2 separate regions of the Salmo salar genome follow, and region 2 is linked to region 1. Evidence: chromatin contacts called from public Hi-C data. All regions are on one chromosome and are shown on one strand. Each heading gives the region's core, a stretch centred on a gene start, on an enhancer-like site or on the middle of the called end of the contact. The rest is flanking DNA. Distances are from core to core; before and after follow the strand shown. Region 1 holds the start of mtrf1l (mitochondrial translational release factor 1-like). Region 2 holds the start of LOC106577153 (putative ATP-dependent RNA helicase DHX57).

Region 1 (4,827 bases), core at 1,762-4,261:
TTGCTCCTGATCCTTTACTACTTAAACCCTTTCGAATTACTTTTGAAAACATTTACTACTGTTTGGCTATTCAAAATCACTGTTGAAATATTGTTTCACTACTGTGTTACTACTAGACTAGTGCACATGTTATTTCCTCAAGTTGCTAACTACCTGTCTCAAAGAGTGCAGTGTATAAAGTCAGAACATCTGCTGTCTCAGCCACTGCCTGTCACCAAGGGAGTACCCCAAGCCTCAATCCTAGGCCCCACGCTATTCTCAATTTACATCAACAACATAGCTCAGGCAGTAGGAAGCTGTCTCATCCATTTATATGCAGATGATACAGTCTTATACTCAGCTGGCCCCTCCCCGGATTTTGTGTTAAATGCTCTACAACAAAGTTTTCTTAGTGTTCAGCAAGCTTTCTCTACCCTTACCCTTGTTCTGAAGATCTCCAAAACAAAGGTCACGTGGTTTGGTAAGAAGAATGACCCTCTCCCCACAGGTGTGATTACTACTTCTCAGGGTTTAGAGCTCATACAAGTACCTGGGAGTATGGATAGACGGTACACTGTCCTTCTCTCAGCACATATCAAAGCTGCAGGCTAAAGTTAAATCTAGACTTGGTTTCCTCTATTGAATCACTCCTCTTTCACCCCAGCTGCCAAACTAACCCTAATTCAGATGACCATCCTACCCATGCTAGATTAAGGAGACATAATTTATAGATCGGCAGGTAAGGGTGCTCTCGAGCGGCTAGATGTTCTTTACAATTCGGCCAACAGATTTTCCACCAATGCTCCTTATAGGACACATAACTGCACTCCATACTCCTCTCTAAACTGGTCATCTCTGTATACCCGTCGCAAGACCCACTGGTTGATGCTTATTTATAAAACCCTCTTAGGCCTCACTCACCCATATCTGCGATATCTACTGCAGCCCTCATCCTCCACATACAACACCCATTCTGCCAGTCACATTCTGTTAAAGGTCTCCAAAGTACACACATCCCTGGGTCGCTCCTCTTTTCAGTTAGCGACTGGAACGAGCTGCAACAAACACTCAAACTGGACAGTTTTATTTCAATCTCTTCATTCAAAGACTCAATCATGGACACTCAGTTGTGGCTGCTTTGCGTGATGCATTGTCTACCTTCTTGCCCTTTGTGCTGTTGTCTGTGCCCAATAGTGTGTGTACCATGTCTTGTGCTGCTACCATGTTGTGCTGCTGCCATGTGTTGCTACCATGTTGTTGTCATATTGTGTTGCTACCATGTGTAGTTGTCATGTGTTGCTGCCATGCTATTTTGTTGGCTTAAGTCTCTCTTTATGTAATGTTGTCTCTCTTGTCATGATGTGTGCTTTGTCCTATTTTTTATTTTATTTTATCCCAGCCCTCTTCCCCGCAGGAGGCCTTTTGCCTTTTGGTAGGCCATCATAGTAGATAAGAATTTGTTCTTAACTGACTTGCCTAGTTAAATAAAATAAAAAGTGATATCATCAAACAATAAATAAGGTCATACAAACTTTATTGAAATTGTTCAAGTATTCAGAAAACATAAAGGAAAGTTAAACTTACAGATGGTACCAGCATAAGGGCCATGAAAGACAGGCAGACGAAGGATGGAAGATGATTACATTCAGGAATGTCAAAAACAGTAGCTAGCTAAAAACAACCAACTACTTCCTGTTTTGTCTTCTTCTGCAGTCGCGAAAAGCTGGTGTAGTCTGGTTGTAGTGTTGTGACTACTTATTTACTACCAACATCAAGTAGTAAAAATCTCAACCTGATTACTACTGGAAACACTGTGTGTGTTCCTTGCATTCCATCCTATCTATCTCATGGGCAAAGAAAATATGAATCACAGCTTGGAAATCCTGATTTTCCAAAGAACCAAAAGTGCTGAGCAACAGCCAAATCTGGTGAAATATAATATGTTTTATCCTGCCCAAGGTAAATTCCAAGGAAAACCAAATTTGGCAATACTCTTCCTTTCCCTGACTTGAACTTTATTTGCTTTATGAGCTGCCAATCGTATGATGGTGCACAGCTGCAAGCAATAACCTACTAATATCATACACATACAGTACTGGAATGAAACCATTAACCCATTCCTACCCACTGGGCACAGACGTCAGTTCAACGTCTAGTTTTGATTTTGGTTAAAAGTTGGGTGAAAATATATAATATATATATAATCAGTTTTCCATGTTGATTCAACCTCATCACATATATTTTGGGGGTTGAAATTGCATACCCACTATATATGTAACTAAAAACTGGTTGAATCAACATTGTTTCCACGTAATTTCAACCCCCAAAATATATGTGATGAGGTTGAATCAACATGGAAAACTGATTATATATATCATTGGTAGTTACATGTACATGTATATCATTGGTAGTTAGTTACACATTACACAATCTGTAAATTGACTCTTCAGTGAACTGCAAAGTTGGATGGATGTTGCCTCCCATCTGCTGGTGGAACATGGGATTGTTGTTCCCAGGGTTGTTTCCATAAACAGTGAACACAACAGTCAAAGTGGTCATTAAGACAGTCCCGTGCAGTGACACATTAATGTTTTGACATTTGAATGCTTTGGTGAAGTTTTATACAACATTGTTATTTTTACACAATGCGATACTTGGGCAATAAGGCACGAGAGGTTGTGGTATATGGCCAGTATACCAAGGCTAAGGGCTGTTCTTATGTACGACTCAAAATAGACTCAAGGCGGAGTGCCTGGATACAATCCTTAGCCGTTGTATATTGGCCATATACCACAAACCCTCAATGTGCCTTATTGCTATTATAAACGGGTTACCAAGGTATTTAGAACAGTAAAGAAATATATATATTTATTCTAATCAGCACCAGGAGCCAAACTATCCGGTTTATTATATACTATAGCTACTACTACAGATAAATCTTAATGTTTTGGCTACATGTATTTGTTTACTTACGGTAATCTACGTGTTTATTTCCATACTTACGGTATTTGAGAATCGAAACAGGGCGCAACCACTTATGTGCAAAAACCAACATGTCAGCGCCCTTGAGCAGTAGCACTTCTCTGGCTTTGGTGATGGTTAGCGATAAATGAAATCCAGAAAAAAATGTTTTATATGTTTTTATTTTCAAATAGTTGTTATGGTCGATACAACTGTACACACTATCCAAAACCCTTCAGAACGTCATATCACTTCAATTAGCTGCCATTGTGTAGTGCAAAACAAATCAGCTAGCTAACTAGATAATATTATAAACAAATCAACAAATTCTAAAGAGTAATATTGTTCCACTGTTGTATTGAACCTTTTATGCGAACCATTGTTTAGTATGGCTTTTACTCAAGCTGTCAAAATGCACTTAGGGAACGTGTGTGGTCGGTCCTGGATGTCCTCTTACCAGAGGGGGTCTACCGTCATGTCCCAAAGACAAAGAGATTACGGAGCGGTTCTATGCGGTAAATGTCAAAATTCGTCCCAAAAGCTTAGCCCAAATAGTAGAACTATGCATGCAACTCAGCCATTGATGATTACGAAGTTACTGTCAGTGGACGAGATCTTTGCCAGAAGATCATTACAGGACTACTTCAAGAAGATGGAGACAGAGTACAGAGATAGTCTGACAGTTGTCAACATGACAGAGGGACAGCAGGATGGTGAAGCGGAATTGAGAGTGAAGAGGACAAGAGTTTCTGTACTAGCCCCACTAATCCAGTACACCAGAGAGCTTCAGACAAAACAGCAGGAATTTGCTGAAACTGAAACATTACTGAAAGGTGAGGCCACACCTAATGTGTGATGTTCTATCAACAGATGCAGAAGGGCATCTCATGGCCAATAGGAATCAGCAGCTTGTGAGTTTGACATTGTAACAAACGGTACCTGTTCCTACATCTGGTGACTGTGTATAATGTATCCATCTTGTATCTACCACTGAACAAAAATATAAATGCAACAATTTCTAAGATTTTACTGAGTTACAGTTCATATTTGGAAATCAGTCAATTGAAATACGTTTATTAGGCCCTAATCTATAGATTTCACATGACTGGGAATACAGATATGCATATGTTGGTCACAGATAACTTTTTTTTTTAAAGGGTCAGGGCATGGATCAGACCAGGGCATGACCACCATTTGTCTCATGCAGTGTGACGACACCTTCGAATAGAGTTGATCGGGCTGTTGACTGTGGCCTGTGGAATATCATCCCACTCTTCTTCAATGGCTGTGCAAAGTTTCTGGATATTGGCTGGAATTTGAACACGCTGCCATACACGTCGATTCAGAGTATCCCAAACATGCTTGATGGGTGACATGTCTGTTGAGTATGCAGGCCATGGATGAACTGGGACATTTTCAGCTTCCAGGAATTGTGTACAGATCCTTGTGACATGGGGCTGTGCAATATCATGCTGAAACATGAGGTGATGGCGGCGGATGAATGGCTCATGGGCCTCAGTATCTTGTCACGGTATCTCTGTACATTCAAATTGCCCTCAATAAAATGTACTTGTCTTCGTTGTCCGTAGCGTATGCCTGCCCATTCCATAACCCCAAAGCCACTATGGGGCAGTCTGTTCACAATGTTGACATCAGCAAACCGCTCGCCAACACGACATCTGCCCGGGACAGTTGAAACCGAAGTCATCCGTGAAGAGCACTTCTCCAGTGTGTCAGTGGCCATCGAAGGTGAGCATTTGCCCACTGAAGTTGGTTACGACACCGAACTGCAGTCAGGTCGAGACCCAAGTGAGGACGAAGAGCACTCAGATGAGCTTCCCTGAGACTTTTTCTGACAGTTTGTGTCATCAGCTGCCCGTGTGGCTG
Region 2 (4,487 bases), core at 1,196-3,695, 320 kb before region 1:
CTGCCGGCCAAACCCTCCCTAACCCGGACGACGCTGGGCCAATTGTGCGTCGCCCCATGGACCTCCCGGTTGCGGCTGGCTCCGACAGAGCCTGGGCTCGAACCCAGAATCTCTGGTGGCACAGCTTAGACCACTGCGCCACCCAGGAGGCCCTCATGGGTTCCATGTTGAGTTTAAGTTTCAAGCCAGGAGCTGCCTTGTTGTGGATGCCTCCAGTCCAAACAAGTCCCTGAGAATCTGTGAACTTCCCGTCACCATCCAACCTAGACAAAAACAACAAATAGAGCTATAATTAGCCATAGGCCTAGCCTAACATTCACTACTAGCCTGTGACAGGAAAAAGTGAACATGCTAAAGTCATGGGTTCACCAGTTCTTGCTGCTGCAATATTTGGTCCCATCGGGGAATCTGTATGTCCCAGTGCCGTGGTACATGTTGTCTTTAAGTCCCCTTCATACATTGGCCCAGAGGGATGTTCCAGAGTCCCTCTGCCTTCCGTATGGAATAGATGGAGCACTGTCCACTCACAGCAGAGTACCCACCCTGAAACCATGTTTGCCTATGCCACTTCTCACCACAAATTCCTCTGTGAACCTGCAGCACTCACCTTCTGGTTATGACAGCCCACAATGCAGCTGGTTAGAACATGTGGTTCTAACAGTTCGAATCAAAAATCTAATGTTACTGAGTCAATATGATATGAGGACTTCCCATATCTGTCACCATTCTGGAAAATATAGGATACTTTCAAACTGTGTTCCTCTGAAATGAAATATATGAGTGGAGTTCAAAACATACGCTGATACATAGGATAATAGTTAGCCTAAAGCACAAACATTTACAATATTTAGGATATACATAGGATGGTCTGTGAAGTCTGGTCTGTACATTTGCTTTCTGTGGCCTTTCCTTTCTTCTCTGCAGGAAAAACACTTAATTAATAATGACATTATAAGGAACAGAGTGAATGGAATGGCATCAAACCATGTGGTTGATGTATTTGATACCATTCCACTTATTCTTCTACAGCCCTTACCACGATCCCATCCTCCCCAATTAAGGTGCCACCAACCTCATGTTGTAGCTAGATAGCTAACTAGCCAGTAAAACTTAACTCCATGATGTACTTCACATCAACTGACCGTCAAGTACACCGTGGAGTTTTACTTGGCTAGCAACTCACCTGACATGTTTGTGATGCTTTGACAATTTACTTAATGTTGAGTCATTAGCTGGCTGTCTGGCTGTTAAGCCAGTCTACACATTTCGGATGTGTTGCTAGTTCAAACATGACTATATCTTACTCTCTATTTTCGTGCTGGTCCAGCTGATTTTGTTGCACTCTGCACTTCCCTAAACGTTATGTTACCATGGCAACTCTAAAGTTATACAACTTTCACCGGAAAAGAAACTTTGACCTCTGATTCATTAACCAATGAGAGAGAAGCTGAATTTGCCGGTGGACCGATCAGCTTTGTGTCAGGTTTGTACATGTTCTTCGGTCTCTGGTTAAATAACCTGTTATTTGTCTCTCTTATGTATTTTTCCTCGACCGTTCGTAGATAGTACGTGTTTTTTTGTTTGTTTTTAAAGCAAAAGCTTTCACTAAATGTCCTCTTGCCCATAAAGAAATAAACAATGTGTTCTACCGACCTACCGGTAGCTAGGCTAACTATTTAGCTAGCTAACGTTAACGGTAGCTAGCATGGCTACTGTCTAGCCATCTTCGGTACTAGCTGACTGTTAAGTGTACTGTTGAGTCATTCTGGTCAATTATCTCGTTTGCCCACAACCCATTGCGTTTTATGAACTAAACACGATGTAAACGTGTTTTGTCAGCCAGAAAGAACAATTTTAGCTACCCGGTTCTCCCGTTTAAGGCACCGTCACCGTGCCTTGTATAATTATGGCCACCGGCGCCGTATGTGTCATTGAACTAAAAAATGAAGCCCAGAGTAGGAAGTGAAGTCAGCAACTGCAAAACAACCGAGTGCTACAGTAATGCAAGAAGTATGTCCGGCGCATAATAACATAGTTACCTGGCAATGTGTTATGCTATTGAATAGTCAAAGGCTCGTTGCAAACTACATCTGGTATTAGACTGCATCTCTCTCTCTCTATACAGGTCGACTACTGTATCTTCCTCTCATTTAGCACAGATCACAATCAGGTGTCAAATGACTATGCACTTAGTTTTGTGTAGACCTTATTCATGAAATAGACAGACATTTTAACTCAAGATACTTGTCATCCCTGAGCAGGGTTGACACCATAGCACTAATAATGTACCTCTTGATTTGTCTGCTTTTGTTCTCTTCAGGTGTGATTATACTTTGGATTACAGAAAGAGACGTGAAATGAGTGGAAGAAGGAGGGGGCAGCCCAACAGAGGTGGAGGGCGATTTAACAAGCCCGGAGGAGGGAGAGGAAGAGGAAGGGGGGGAGGAGGAGGAGGTGGTGGGGGAGGGGGAGGAGGTGGAAAGGCAGCTAGTGGTGGCTGGGATGACGGTGACGATTTCAGCCTTGATTTTGGACCCAGTCGCTCAGCCAGGTACAGTGTAATTACATTTACATTTTAGTAATTTAGCAAACACTCTTATCCTGAGCTTTCGTCTTAAGATAATTAGTTAGCTACTAGAGTAGTCATGCTTGCTCTGATCTTTTGAAATGTGGAATAAGCCTGAATAATTAACTTATTTCTCTCATCTCTCTTTCTCTATCCACAGGCCCACCTCAGGCAGAGGAAGGGGTGGGGGCAGCGGGGGTAGCAGCAGAGGTAGAGGAGGACGGGGAAGGAGCACTGGTGGAGGGAGGGGTAGAGGTGGCGGAGATAGGGGTAGGGGAAAGGTTAATGGTAGGGGTTTACCCAAGTCCCTAATTAGCGAGAGACCTCGGCCTAGGCTGGTGGATGAAGACAGGCCTCGCCTCAGGCCTGAGATGATGGGCAACATGCCCATGCAGAAGATCTTCATGACCAATGAGAACCAGGAGCAGGTGAAAGAGCTGCTGAGAGAGCTGCAGACCCAGGACTACGACGACGAGCCATATGAGTGAGTGTTCTCAAAACATACTGTGAGAGACTGTCCACTGGGGTGCCTTCAGAACACTGGGGTGCCTTCAGAACACTGGGGTGCCTTCAGAACACTGGGGTGCCTTCAGAACACTGGGGTGCCTTCAGAACACTGGGGGACTGTATAATATTAGAATAATTGGTTTGTGTTCAGGGATGGTGTTTTCTTCTCGGCAGAGATTTGTTTAGGGATGTATCAGGTGTCACCTTGTTTACCCGAATAGACTAATAACATCACGTGATCTTAACCCACCTTTCCTTTCTCAGTGAAGAAGAGGAGTATGAGGAAGAGGAGGAGTATGATGAGCTGGATTACCGGGAAGAAGGGCAGTTCTGGAACACCCATGATGAGCCTGTTGAGCGTGCAGAGAGCCCCGTCTATGATCCTGACTCTGAGGATGAACGGCGGCCCACTCCCGAGCCAGTCATAGGACTGTTTGCCATAGGAAAGCTCTGCAGGTATCAACACCACTTAGATTCAGACTTCACTTTCTGTACCCATCTCAGCTCTAATGATATGTCAGGGTGGGATATTTAGTGACACTTTTAAATTGTTTAGGAAGGGGGTTGCTTCCAGTCATTGTGATGAATGTGTCATGTCTTGATGTGTCGTTTCTAACATCCCTCCCTCGGCGTTGTGTGTAGGTATGGTTTCGACCGGGAGCGCAGCAAGCAGGCCCTGGAGGCAGGTGTTGGGGAGGTGGGAGCCACCATGGAACAGCTGCTCCTCCAGGTTTTCTCCGAGCGCTACGGCCCCAAAGCTGTCTCCCCCGATGGCCTCCAAGGGGCGCCCATGGACGAGTGCCTCACCCAGAGACAGGAGGAGGCCTTGGCCCTCACCGCCATCTACGGCGACCGCTTTACCGAGCGTATCGCCAACAGCGTTTGGACTGTCACTTTGGACCCCGACTTCCTGGCCGACATTGCCAGAGGAAAACAGAACGCATCTGCTCGCACCGACGACGCCGTTCAAATTAGGGACGTCTGCAGCTTCTACCTAAAGGGTGCCGGATGCAGGTTTGGAGCTAAGTGCAAGTATAAGCACCAGATGCCCACCAAGGGGACAGCTTCGGGCCCTCAAGACCCCGTGGGAGCCAGCCAACCTGGGTTCAGCAGCTACTCCTCTCCAGAGTACGAGCTGGAGGTCCGCTTCCCTAAAGGGAACCGCTACCCCTTCCAGGCTCCTGTCGTGGCCTTCAGCACTAACGATGAGACCATAGGGGCCGCAGCCAGGCTGAGTGTCACAGAGCATCTGTTCGGGGAGGCCTTGGCTGCAGCGAAGGAGGGGGAGCCCGTGGTCTACACCCTGATCACTTGCTGCGAGGACGAGGCCACCATGAAGGAGCTGCTGTCAGTCACCCATCATAAATACAGCTCCCTGCCCCCTGTGGTAGTGGCTCCACCCCCTGCTGCTGTT

What was found. A called contact is a pair of places that touch in the nucleus more often than the background predicts.
Region 2: a contact with region 1 is called in a Hi-C map of blood, with 9 times the contacts expected there. The contact joins the promoter of LOC106577153 here to the promoter of mtrf1l in region 1. A contact is called at or near these places in 2 of 3 Hi-C or Micro-C datasets (blood and muscle).

Annotation. Positions count from the first base shown.
Region 1 is chrssa18:26,731,030-26,735,856 of Ssal_v3.1, reverse strand. It overlaps mtrf1l (mitochondrial translational release factor 1-like), which reads left to right and starts at 3,011. Exons shown (of 7, transcript XM_014154842.2): 1 at 3,011-3,773. The coding sequence starts at 3,329.
Region 2 is chrssa18:27,048,904-27,053,390 of Ssal_v3.1, reverse strand. LOC106577153 (putative ATP-dependent RNA helicase DHX57) reads left to right here and starts at 2,445. Exons shown (of 22, transcript XM_014154953.2): 1 at 2,445-2,551; 2 at 2,727-3,050; 3 at 3,338-3,529; 4 at 3,716-4,487. The coding sequence starts at 2,938. LOC123728713 (a long non-coding RNA gene) reads right to left here and starts at 1,421. Exons shown (of 2, transcript XR_006760410.1): 1 at 1,184-1,421; 2 at 1-263.